Regions from separate parts of the Sus scrofa genome. Here region 2 is linked to region 1. A link is a contact called in public HiChIP or PLAC-seq data. All regions are on one chromosome and are shown on one strand. Each heading gives the region's core, a stretch centred on a gene start, on an enhancer-like site or on the middle of the called end of the contact. The rest is flanking DNA. Distances are from core to core; before and after follow the strand shown.

What was found. HiChIP or PLAC-seq counts read pairs in DNA pulled down with a chosen protein or histone mark.
Region 2: a contact with region 1 is called in an H3K27ac HiChIP or PLAC-seq map of alveolar macrophages. The contact joins the promoter of MLYCD here to the promoter of DNAAF1 in region 1. A contact is called at or near these places in 1 of 5 promoter capture datasets (liver) and 1 of 2 datasets of contacts at active chromatin or transcription factors (alveolar macrophages).

The regions. Positions count from the first base shown.
Region 1 is chr6:4,481,095-4,486,470 of Sscrofa11.1, reverse strand. It overlaps DNAAF1 (dynein assembly factor 1, axonemal), which reads left to right and starts at 2,830. Exons shown (of 9, transcript XM_021093733.1): 1 at 2,830-5,376. The region is part of intron 1 of HSDL1 (inactive hydroxysteroid dehydrogenase-like protein 1); the gene reads right to left.
Region 2 is chr6:4,695,268-4,700,859 of Sscrofa11.1, reverse strand. It overlaps MLYCD (malonyl-CoA decarboxylase, mitochondrial), which reads left to right and starts at 2,162. Exons shown (of 5, transcript XM_021093741.1): 1 at 2,162-2,778. The coding sequence starts at 2,236.

The DNA of each region.
Region 1 (5,376 bases), core at 1,581-4,080:
GAGGTTCCCAAGCTAGAGACTGAATTGGAGCTACAGCTGCCAGCCTACGTCACAGCCACAGCAAATCGGTATCTGACCCGCATCTGTGACCTACCCCACAGCTCATGGCCACACCGGATCCTTAACCCACTGAGCAAGGTCAGGGATCGAACCTGCATCCTCCTGGATGCTAGTCAGATTCCTTTCTGCTGAGCCACTAGGGGAACTCCCGAAACGGATAAATTTAAATACCAGTTTAGTTGTGAATGATAAAAAAAAAAAAAAAACAGCCAAGAAGCCTAAAGATGCATGGTCCTTAGCCTGTGGGCAAGTCTACATGGAAAACCAAACTACTAGAAGAGCAAAGAAGAGAACAGGAAGTGTTGGAGGCTAAGGACCCCGCCCGCCCAAGGAAGCCAGGGCACCAGGGAGCAGAGGGGAGGCAGAGCCTGGCACTGCCTAAGGCCACCTGCCAGGCACTGGTGACACCACTGTGCTCACGGCATGGGGGCGTGCACCCCGGGGTGGACACAGGGCTGGGAGGGGAGCCCAGGTCGTGAGGTGCTTTGCACCGAGCAGAAGTGCTGGACTTAGTCTCTGGGCGAGTCCCTTACGCCAAAGGCGGGAGCCAAGTGGGTCTGGTACAGAAGACAGCAGGTGGCAGTGGTGGAGGTATGGTGACAGCACGGCGGGAAGTGAGGAGCCTGGGCCCCCGGCCCTCCAGATGGGGACGAGGCAAAGGTGGACTGAGAGTGCGAGGCTCTGTGACCCAGTCCCAGCTGCTCCTCACACACCCCAGACACCTTCGCCCCCTGGCTCGCACCTCGATGGGCCAGAAGGGGCCAATAATCGGAAATCACACGTCCCTGCCCTCCTTGTCACCCCCTTCCCCACCCGTGTAAGGACAAGGTGGAACATAATGCCTTTCTAAGGAAAGGAGAAATCAGGACGCCCCCCTCGCCCCCCGCACCATCCAACTCTAGGAAAGCTCAAGGAAGCACAGTTTGAAAGGAGTTTACTGCCCATTTAGGTCGAGAAGGCTCTCGAGCTTTACAGAGATGCCAGGCTGCATGTGGCTTGCTCTGGGGCTGGACCAGCTCACTGCTGCGTGGCTGGGTACTAGTCTAAAGCTCAGAGGAACCCACTCCTGGTCTCTGTACAAGCTGCCTGTTCAAGTTCCTCTAAAGCTTTGTTTCCTGGCCTCCACAGGAAACTAAAACATCAGTGAACAACACAGGAAAACAGAACTGTCCCCCGAACAGGAAAAGCAGCGCAATGCCTTACTGTCTGTGAGGCACTTCTGCTTCTACAGGGCACCCCTCGCCAGTGCTAACTCCTCAGACACCCGAAGGTCTCCCCGGCAAAGACTTCGGGTCACTGTGAGTCGTGCAGGTTCATCCTCGGTGAAACAGGTACCCCCCTTGTGAGTGATGCTGACGGGGGAGGCGCTGCGTGTGTGGGAGGGAGCAGGTGCTATAGATGGAAATCTCTCTACCTTCCTGTCAATTGTATCATAAACCTAAAGCTGCTGAAAAAAGGTCTTTAAAAAAAATAACCCTTTGAAGGGACATTACAACTATAAAAGCATCATCTGAAAATTATGGTCAAAAGTCCAAGGAGCAAAGTCATCTCTTCAAAGCGCATCTGCTGCGCCTGTAACATTATCCTGACCTACGGTTTCGCTGAGTCAACCCCACAGGGAAAAAGGCAGTCAGATCTGAGATGAAAACCCTGAGCCACCAGAGCTCCGGGAGCAGCGGCTTGGCTGAAACACAGGCGTCACCAGGCTCTCCAAATGCCACCTGGTGGGGGATGGTCCACGAACACAAAAGGCGGACTGGCCACAATGTTGTCAGAGAAAACAAAGCGAGTCTCAGGCGGAAAAGGCATTTAAAGCACCACCGAACAAAAGGGAGCGGCGTCGTAAACGCTGGCCCCTCTGCTGGGACCACGTCCTGCTCTTCACACCTCGGAAACATGTCGCCTTAGGCAGCAAGGGGTCTCTGCAGGTTAGGATCCTGCGATGGGAGATTAGCCCGGATTATCCAGGTGGGTCCAATGTGATCACACGTGTCCTTATTAGAAGGTGGCAGAAGGGTCAGAGTCAGAGAAGAAAATGTGCCCAAGAAGCAGAGGCGGAGAGAGTGCGGAGGTCAGAGCACAGAGGTCAGAGGCTGCTGGACTGGCAGATGCTGAGAGGGGCCACAGGTCAAGGAATGCAGGCACCTCCAGAATCTGGCAAAGGTCAAGAAACTGATTCTCCCCAGAATCTCTTTGCTGACACCTTGACTTTAGCCCAGAGAGACTGACCTGAGACCCCTAACCTCCAGAACTGCAAGAGAATAACCAGATCTTGTTTTAAACTACCAGGTTTGTGGTGATTTGTGCTAACAGCCACAGGAAGTTCCGATGGGCAGAGGGACAAATGATGATCGGTCCAGTTTTTAGGACAAAAAAGAGACAAGTTGCAAATCTAGCAACATCCCTCAAACCAAAACCTTCAAGTGTCATGGGGAAGCAGAAATACCCTGAGAGATTCCTAAGATCTTGGACTCGCTGAGGGGGTCTTCGGCCTCCTCGACGACAGCTGGCAGAGTCCAACCTTTCACTAAGGCTCCAGGGTCAGGGGTTTTATGTTCATTAACATTTTTTTTTCCCCCAGAGAAGTCTTGCTTCTTTCACACATAGCCTGGACCTGCCTTGCTCTCAGCACTCAAACCGGAGCTGTCCTTGTAAGGCCAGCCCAAGGCCCATCTCCCCAGCTCAGGCCCGGCACTCACTGATAAGGTTCCGGCCACGGCCAGGCCCTGGGCAAGAATGAAGCCCGAGTCTCTCGTCCTTTCCCGGGCCCACCCTGCACCATCTGAGCTCCCTCCGCTCTCGCCCACGGGGCACGTGAGTGTTTAGTTTGTCTCTTTCTTGGTTCCCCAAGAGAGCACAGGCCTCCTGAGGGCAGGAGACACATCTGAGACTACCTTTTCTTTTTCTTTTTGCCTTTTCTAGAGCCACTCCTGTGACATATGGAGGTTCCCAGGCTAGGGGTCCAATCGGAGCTGCAGCCACCGGCCTGCGCCAGAGGCACAGCAACTCAGGATCCAAGCCATGTCTGCGACCCACACCACAGCTCATGGCAACGCCGGATCCTTAACCCACTGAGCAAGGCCAGGGATCGAACCCGCAACCTCATGGTTCCTCATCGGATTCGTTAACGACTGCGCCACGACGGGAACGCCTAAGACTACTTTTTCTGTAATGTAAGCAAACTGAGAAATACACACACGAGCTGGAAAACGTCTTACACACAGTTCAAAGAACAGTAAACCAAACACCCACACAGCCACCTGACTTCACAGACAAAAGCAGAGTCTCAGGCGCCCTGATGCTTCTTCTCTGATCCCAGCCCTTCCGCCACCCTGGGGGTGACCACACTCCTAAATTCTGGCATCATCGTTCCCTTGCTTTTGCATTCATTTTTGAACAGTTGTACTATTATCACCCCTGCACGGATTGTGAAATAACAGTATTACATCTTGCCTGGTTTTGACTGTCCCATGAAGGAACCAAAACCACGCACATCCCTGGATGACTGGTTTTTTGCACGTGGTGTTGTCTGCGAGACTCTGGAGCTGCAGGCCACAGGTGCCACCGCTGTGTGATCCATCTACCCGCTCTCCTGCTCGCGGGCACCAGCATTGTTCTTGCCGGTTCTGGCTTTACAATCACGAACAGCGCTGCCATGAACATTCCTGCACGTGTTGTCCTGGCACAGGAGTTTCTGGAAGGGACAGGCCTACGAGCGGAACTGCGGGGCCACAGGGCATCCACACGTTCCACGAGAAGCTGCCAAAGCGGCTGAACCCACTCACACACCCACCAGCAGCAAGTGTGCGCTCACACTGCCTCCTCGCAACGGCTGGCAGGGTCCAACGGTTCACCTGCCAGAGGCTGGCTGTGAAACAGGATCTCCCAGTGGTTTTCGTTTACATTTCCTGACTACTACCGAGGGGAATGACACTCTGCTGATATGTATGCGCTGCTGGTCTTTTCCCATCTGGGAAATATCTGTTTTAGCTTTTGGCCTTTTTTCTTCCTTTTCTGTCAGAGTTACAAGAATTCTTTCTATATTCTACATGCTAGTGCTCTGTATGTTTTGTCTCTTTACAGTGCTTTTAAATAAACTGAATGTCTTAACTTTACTGTCGTCAAATTCATCAATCTTCTTCCTGCACAGTTTGTGCTTGTCATGTTCTGGTTGCGGAATCCCATCTTAGCCCCAGGTCGTCAAGACGTTTTCCTGTACTATGTTCTAAAATTTGCCTACAAATTTGCTTTTCAGCCTTAAGTCCTGAATCTCCCCTCACTGCCTGACGGGGTGAGGCTGCGATCACATCCATCTCTGCTCGGCCTCCTTCCGCCTGGCACGGTGCTATTTCTCTCATAAACAGAAGCAAATAATGCTTTGGGTTCAAAGCTCAAATTTCACTCTCAGGGAGAAAGAACTCGGGACGCTTCTCAAACTCTGGATCAGCACTCTGACCAAGTTCTTCCTGGTGTTTCATGACTGCGTGGAATCTCCTTACCTTCCTTAGCACATGTTTGGGATAGCACGAACCTGAGCTGATGGGGGGCTGCGTGGAGGGAGCAGAACATGGGAGTTCTCATCCAAGATCGGACAGCCCTCAGTTTCAGGTCTCCATGGCTGCGGTAGGAATTAAAATAATAACAGCACCCACTCCCCGGTACAGACCCAAGATAAGTGAAAACTGAGGCTCATGCAAAAACTTGCACGGCCATGTTCATGGCAGCATTACTTACTCACTAGCTAAGAAGTGGAAACATCCCAGATGCAACAACAGATGATGGATACACAAAACGTGGCCTCTCCACGTAAGGGAATGTTAGTCAGCAATAAAAAGAATGAAGTAGGAAAAAAGAAAAAAAAAAAGAATGAAGTAGGGACAGATGTTACGACAGGGACAAACCTTGAGGCTAGTATGCTCAGTCAAGGAAGCCAGACAGAAATGTCCAGAAAAAGCAAATCCAGAGATAGAAAGGAGAGCTGCGCTGCCATGGGACGGGGGAGGGGGGGAGGGGGAGTGAATGCTAATGGGGTGGGATATCTTTGGAGGATGATGGGAAGGTTCTAGAATGAAGCAGGTGGACCAAGGTGAATATGCTGCTATGAACAGTACACTGTTAAATGGCTAAGCTAAAGTAGCGAATTTCATGTTATGTGAATTTTATTTCAAAAAAAAAAAAAACCTACTAAAAAATACCAATTTGTTTAACTCTATGCCCCTGTAGTATTTTTGCAGCGGTGACGCACACAGACTATGAAAAGAGACACCCTGGATTCGAATCCAGACTCCCCTGTAAGAACGTGAGATTCCTTTCCAT
Region 2 (5,592 bases), core at 913-3,412, 220 kb before region 1:
ACTGAACATTGTCACTGCTGTGGCTCAGGTCACTGCTGCGGCATGGGTTCAATTCCCGCTCTGGAACTTCCACAGGCTGCAGCAGCAAAAAAAAATAAAAACAAAACCAAGCGTATTCCTTACTCTGGGCGCCTCCAGGACACAGAGGAAGTAATATTGTTATCAAACGCAAGTCTATGTGCCTGATACACTTTGAGTCCAAACAATACCTAAGCACTGGAGCTTGGAGCAGAGAAAGGTTATTGCAGGGCCATGCAAGGAGACAGGTGGCTCATGCCTTGAAAAGCCCAAGCTTTCTGAAGGCTTTCAGCAAAGCCTTTTACAGGCAAGGTGAGGTAAGGTGTTCTTTGTGTTCCTCCTTTGTTCTGGTAGCTGTCCATGTAGGTCAGGTCATGTGATCAGGTCGTGGTTTGGCTCTTCTGTATCTTTCAAGCGATGGGCAATATTCTTTTATGAAAGATGCGGAGCATGACTAAGCACAGCCAACAGAGCACAAAGGTGAAAGTAACAGGAAGAGCTCTATTATGGAGTCATGCTGTTCTTCCCTATTCCAATATGAGGTAGGGAGAGAGAGAAGACAGGACTGGTGAGGGGAGCAGGGGCCGTAGGTGCCAGCTTCTGCCAGTTATGCTAAAGCATTTGCTTGTTGAATAAGTGAGGAACACAGAAGACGGATCGTTTAGAAAGATCACCCAGTGGCTGAGGCAGAGAATGGACCGGAGCAGTCAGACCTAGAAGCAGAGAGGATACCTCTGTGGTCCTGGTGAGAAGTGACACAGGCTACAGAATCAGTGGGCCAGAGAGAAAATTAATGCAGTGTTTTGGGGTGGGTTTTTTTTTGTTTGTTTTTGTTTTTTCTTTGTTTGTTTGTTTGTTTTTGACTGCCCCGCAGCCTCTGGAATTCCTGGGCCAGGGATCAGATCCAAGCTGCAGTCAAGACCTAAGCTGAAGCTGCAGCAACACTGGTTCCTTAACCCATTGTGCCGGGCTGGGGATCGAACCTGCATCCCAGCCCTCTCAAGACACTGCTAATAGCACGTTGTGCCACAGCAGGAACACAGGAGTCTTTTTAAAGTAGGATCAATAAAACTTAGATGGCGGGACAAAGAGCAGGCAGAGGTTACAAAAATGGTTCTTTGGGGACTTCCCTGATGGTCTGGTGGTTAGGATTTGCCACTGCTACCACTGTGGCCTGGGTTCAGTCTTAGTTCTGGGAGCTGAGATCCCACATCAAGCTGCCGAAGGCTGTGGGAAAAAAACAAACAAAAAAAACCACCCCACCCCCCAAAAAAAACCCACAACACACACACACACACACACACACACGAACAACGCTCATCATGAACTTGGAAGAATGGATAGGACAGCTTCTCCCCATCTCCCCTGCTTCTCTACACGTAACTAGCCTGTGGTCTCAGTTTACGGTCACGTTCTCAGAGAGGCCTTCCCTAATGCCCCTGTCCACAGTAGGAAGTCCATGCCAGCCCGGCTACCTCACGGCACCCTGTTTTTCCCTTAGAGCATTTGTCACCATTTGTAGTTATGTATCCTCTGTCTCCATTGTAAAACTGTAACTCCGTGGAGCAGCTTCGGGTCTGTCTGGTTCATTTTTATCCCCGTGCCCAGTGTGGGACGTGGCACATACCAGGTGGTTAATAAATACTCTGTCGAATGAATGAATGAGGACCAAGGGAGGAGGGGCAGGTTGGGGAACAAGAGGCTTAGGAGAGCCCTGTACACCGCTTTCTGTAGAAGTGAGAACCCGCCCTTCATTAGGCAGGGGTCAAGACAAAGCCTCCCTCGCCAGGGAAATACACCATGAATACTTGCTAGGCAGATTTCTCGGCTTCCCCCCAGGCAAACTGGATCAGAATCTCCGCAGTGGGGCCAGCAATCTGTGTCCGTTAATACGTTCCCTAGGCGGCTGTGCTGTTCCCTGGGGTTGGAGAGCTTGGCCCTAGAGGAGAGGGAATGAGGCGGTGACTTCCTATGGCCAAGTGACAGGGCGAGGGGCCAACGCCGCCGCCGCTCCGCCCTCGGATTGGTCCCCTCCAGGCTTACCTTTGGCCACACTTGGCCCGGAGCACCGCGCTCCGCCTCATCCCCGCCGCTCGGCCCTCCGATTGGCCGCCGCCCCGCCCGTCCCCCGGGCTCGGCCAATGGGACGGGCGCGTGCCGGAAGCCGGAAGCCCCAAAAAAGTGGTGGTGTATCCCTAGCAGCTGTCGCCCCGTGCCATGCGAGTCCTCGGGACCGGCCTGTCAGCTGGGCGCCTCCTCGGGTTGTGGCTACCCCCAAGGCCGCCGCGGCCACCCGGACCCAGGCTGTCGAACGGGCGGGCAGCGGCAGCCGGCGCCCTGAAGCGGGCCATGGACGAGCTGCTGCACCGCTCTGTGCCAGCGATGCCAGCCTACGAGCTGCGCGAGAAGACGCCGGCGCCGGCTGAAAACCAGTGCGCGGACTTTATGAGCTTCTACGGCAGCCTGGCCGAGGCATCCGAGCGCGCCGAGCTGTTGAGCCGCCTGGCGCGGGGCTTCGGCGTGGACCACAGCCAGGTGGCCGAGCAGAGCGCCGGCGTACTCCAGCTTCGCCAGCAGCCGCGGGAGGCTGCCGTGCTGCTGCAGGCCGAGGACCGGCTGCGCTACGCGCTGGTGCCGCGCTACCGCAGCCTCTTCCATCACATCAGCAAGCTGGACGGCGGCGTGCGCTTCCTGGTGCAGCTGCGGGCCGACCTGCTCGAGGCGCAGGCTCTCAAGCTGGTGGAGGGGCCTCATGTCCGGGTAAGGCCCCGCCCGGACCGCCCCTGGGACCGCCCATCTCGGTGGTCCGTCCCCACCCCACCCCCACCTCCGGGTGTGGTTCAAAGCTGCCCCTCGAGCCTCAAACACTCCATCTTCCCATGCCTGGAGCCTTGCACACCTAGCCCTAAGTCGCAGTCTCTGAACCCTGACCCCTGTCTTCCCAGGCTTTCTGAATCCTTGCCTTCTGCTAGTCTGGCCTCCCTTCAGTCTATAGAAACTCGCTTACTCTTAAGGTGACTGTCACGCCTCTTGGCTGGTGAGCGTGCTCCATAGTCTCTTTTCTACTTTACCTGAGAGGTTTCACCTCTTTGGTACCCTTGATGTGTCAGGCAGCTTTTCTGAAAGCCTGGATAGGGAGTTTCCTTGTGGCTGAATGGGTTAAGGATCCCGCATTGTCACTGCTGTGGTTCCATCCTCTGCCTGAGAACTTCTCATCTGCACACATGGTGCAAAACAAACAAAAACAACCTGGATGTGGTTAGCAAAAGTTCATTGCAGCACCCACTATGTGTAAGCCCTTGTCCTGAGCAGTCCTGTGAAATGCACAGAAGTGCCTAGAAGTTGAGGTCTAGGAGTCCGATGGCCTTCTGTCTTGTCTCTGCCAGTCACTTTGGGCAGGGTGTTTTACCTTCCTGAGTTCAGCCCAGAAATGGGACTCGAACTTGTCTTCTGGAGATAATCAGGCTCTTCGCACAGTGAGGTCTTGTTAGATGTGAATAAATACTTAAAGATTTCAATAATGATGGCTTGAAAGGTGGCTGGTAGTTGAAGATAGTCCTTTTGTGCTATTGATATGAAATACGATGGGACCACTCACCGGCTCGTTTAGTGAACCAGAACTTACATGAAGGGTTGGGGATGTTCTGACATGCAGACCTCTTGTTAGGTGCAATTGGCTGTTTAAAAAAATCAAGCATTTGAACGATTACGTCCTAATTCTTTTAAGCACTCTTAACACTGGCAGAGCGTTTTCATGTTCACCGCTGCACTCTTGGGTCCGTGATGAGCGTGTTGTCTTTTCCAGTAAAGGAACCGGGTCCTGTGAACTCTCATGACTTTGCCCAGAACTCAGGGCAAAGAAGTTATGTCTTTGATCATCCGTCTGAATGCAAATTTCTGGTTCTTTGGGGTACACTTTATATCCTCATCCTGCCCTGTGAGCTGCGTTCATGAGAAACTTTGTCATCTGTCTTGGCTCTGTAGCCTTAGATGCATAAAAATTGGGTGTGATTAGAAGAGGACTGATTGATCTCAGGATGATAATAGTGGCTCTGATTTGATTCTCCTCATAATAGCTGGCTAATCTGCAATGCTTCAGTGTTACCTAGGGCCAGAGAGCCTTGAGCTGTGAGGTTCACTGGATGAGAACCTCGGCTGTTTATTGCAGTGGCACCAGATCAGGGCTGGAGTCTGTGTGTGTCGAATTGACCACATTCCCCGCTGAATCCTCCTGGCTGAGACCTTAGCTTCTGTACACTGCATGCACAGCCACCTGGTGCCTCTCAAGAGAGGCCTACATTTAGCCATCCAAGTAGACTTTTTTGGTTTTCTTGAGCCAGAGACCAGTGCTCCTGAAACCCTTTTGAGACTGGATGCTTATTGCAGAGGAGGCTCGAAGATTAGGTAGGGTGCTTGTCACCTGTCCCAAAATGAAACTCTTCCTCCATCCGTCTATCCATCCAGTCAATCCGCAGCAATTGGGTGTTCCTTTTGTACCAGGCATGCTCCGGGCTCCAAGGTCGCTTGGTCCAGAAGCTTCCCTGCAAGTGTGGGAAGAGCTAGGAGCAGGTACAATAGGTGTCAATGCCTTTCATGCACCCGCTCGTTTCATTCTCAGCAAGACCTACGGCCTGGCATGCAGGTGAGGGCCAGTGCGGTGCCCAGAGCAGGGAGCTGTGAGAGCGCCTCAGGCCAGGCCCGGTTTCCATGACCTGTGTGTTGCTCACAGCACACTGACACAGAATCAACAGCCTCACCGGATCAAAAGTGGGTTTATCCTCCTAGAATTGGCTTTTTTCTCTAAAACTGAGGGAGAGGTCAAACAACCCACTTGATTAATAGCGTTGTTTTATTTGGATTCACGAGCAACCTCAACGCCCACCTTTCTCTGAAGCCAAAGGTCAGTCTCTCTCCTCTTGTTGAAAAATCGTCACACCCACTCTCTTCCCTCTGGCATTTTTGCTGCACTCCAGGCATCCTGGATGTCCCAGCTCACCCAGCATCACCAGCTCCCCTCCACTGAGCTCCTCTTCAGCCAAGCTGGCACCTGGATGGAAAGTTCCTGAACCTGCCTCCCTGTGTGAGTCCTGTGAGAGCAAGAGCCACCTCTACTCCGGCTCATTTGCTGGGCTTTTCCATCCACTCCAGCCCCGGGCAGCTTCCCTCACTTCTTCACAGGTGTTCAGGTGTCTGTGCTTCTCGCTTGGGTTTTAGACATGAACCCCAGAATTTAGCATCTGAAATGTATTGTTTCCCCGCCCCCCCACCACCAGATGAAAACTAAGACCTTGAAAACGGAGACCTTGGCTTGTGTAGCAAAATGGTGAATGAAGCCCGAGGTAGATTTCCAGGTGCCCCGCCACCCAGCGAAGTGGGCCGCTAACCGCTCCCTTATGTCCTGAGGCCACACTGCTCCACTCAGATTTCTGAACCTAGGATGGGGCCCAGAGGCCATGACGGTTTCTGTGCAGCCTCGAGGCATCCTATCAGGCACTGGGGCTGCCCTCGACCTGGGGGGTCCCTGACGTCCATCCAGAGCCGGGTCCTCCGAGTCCGCGCGACGTTACTGAGCTC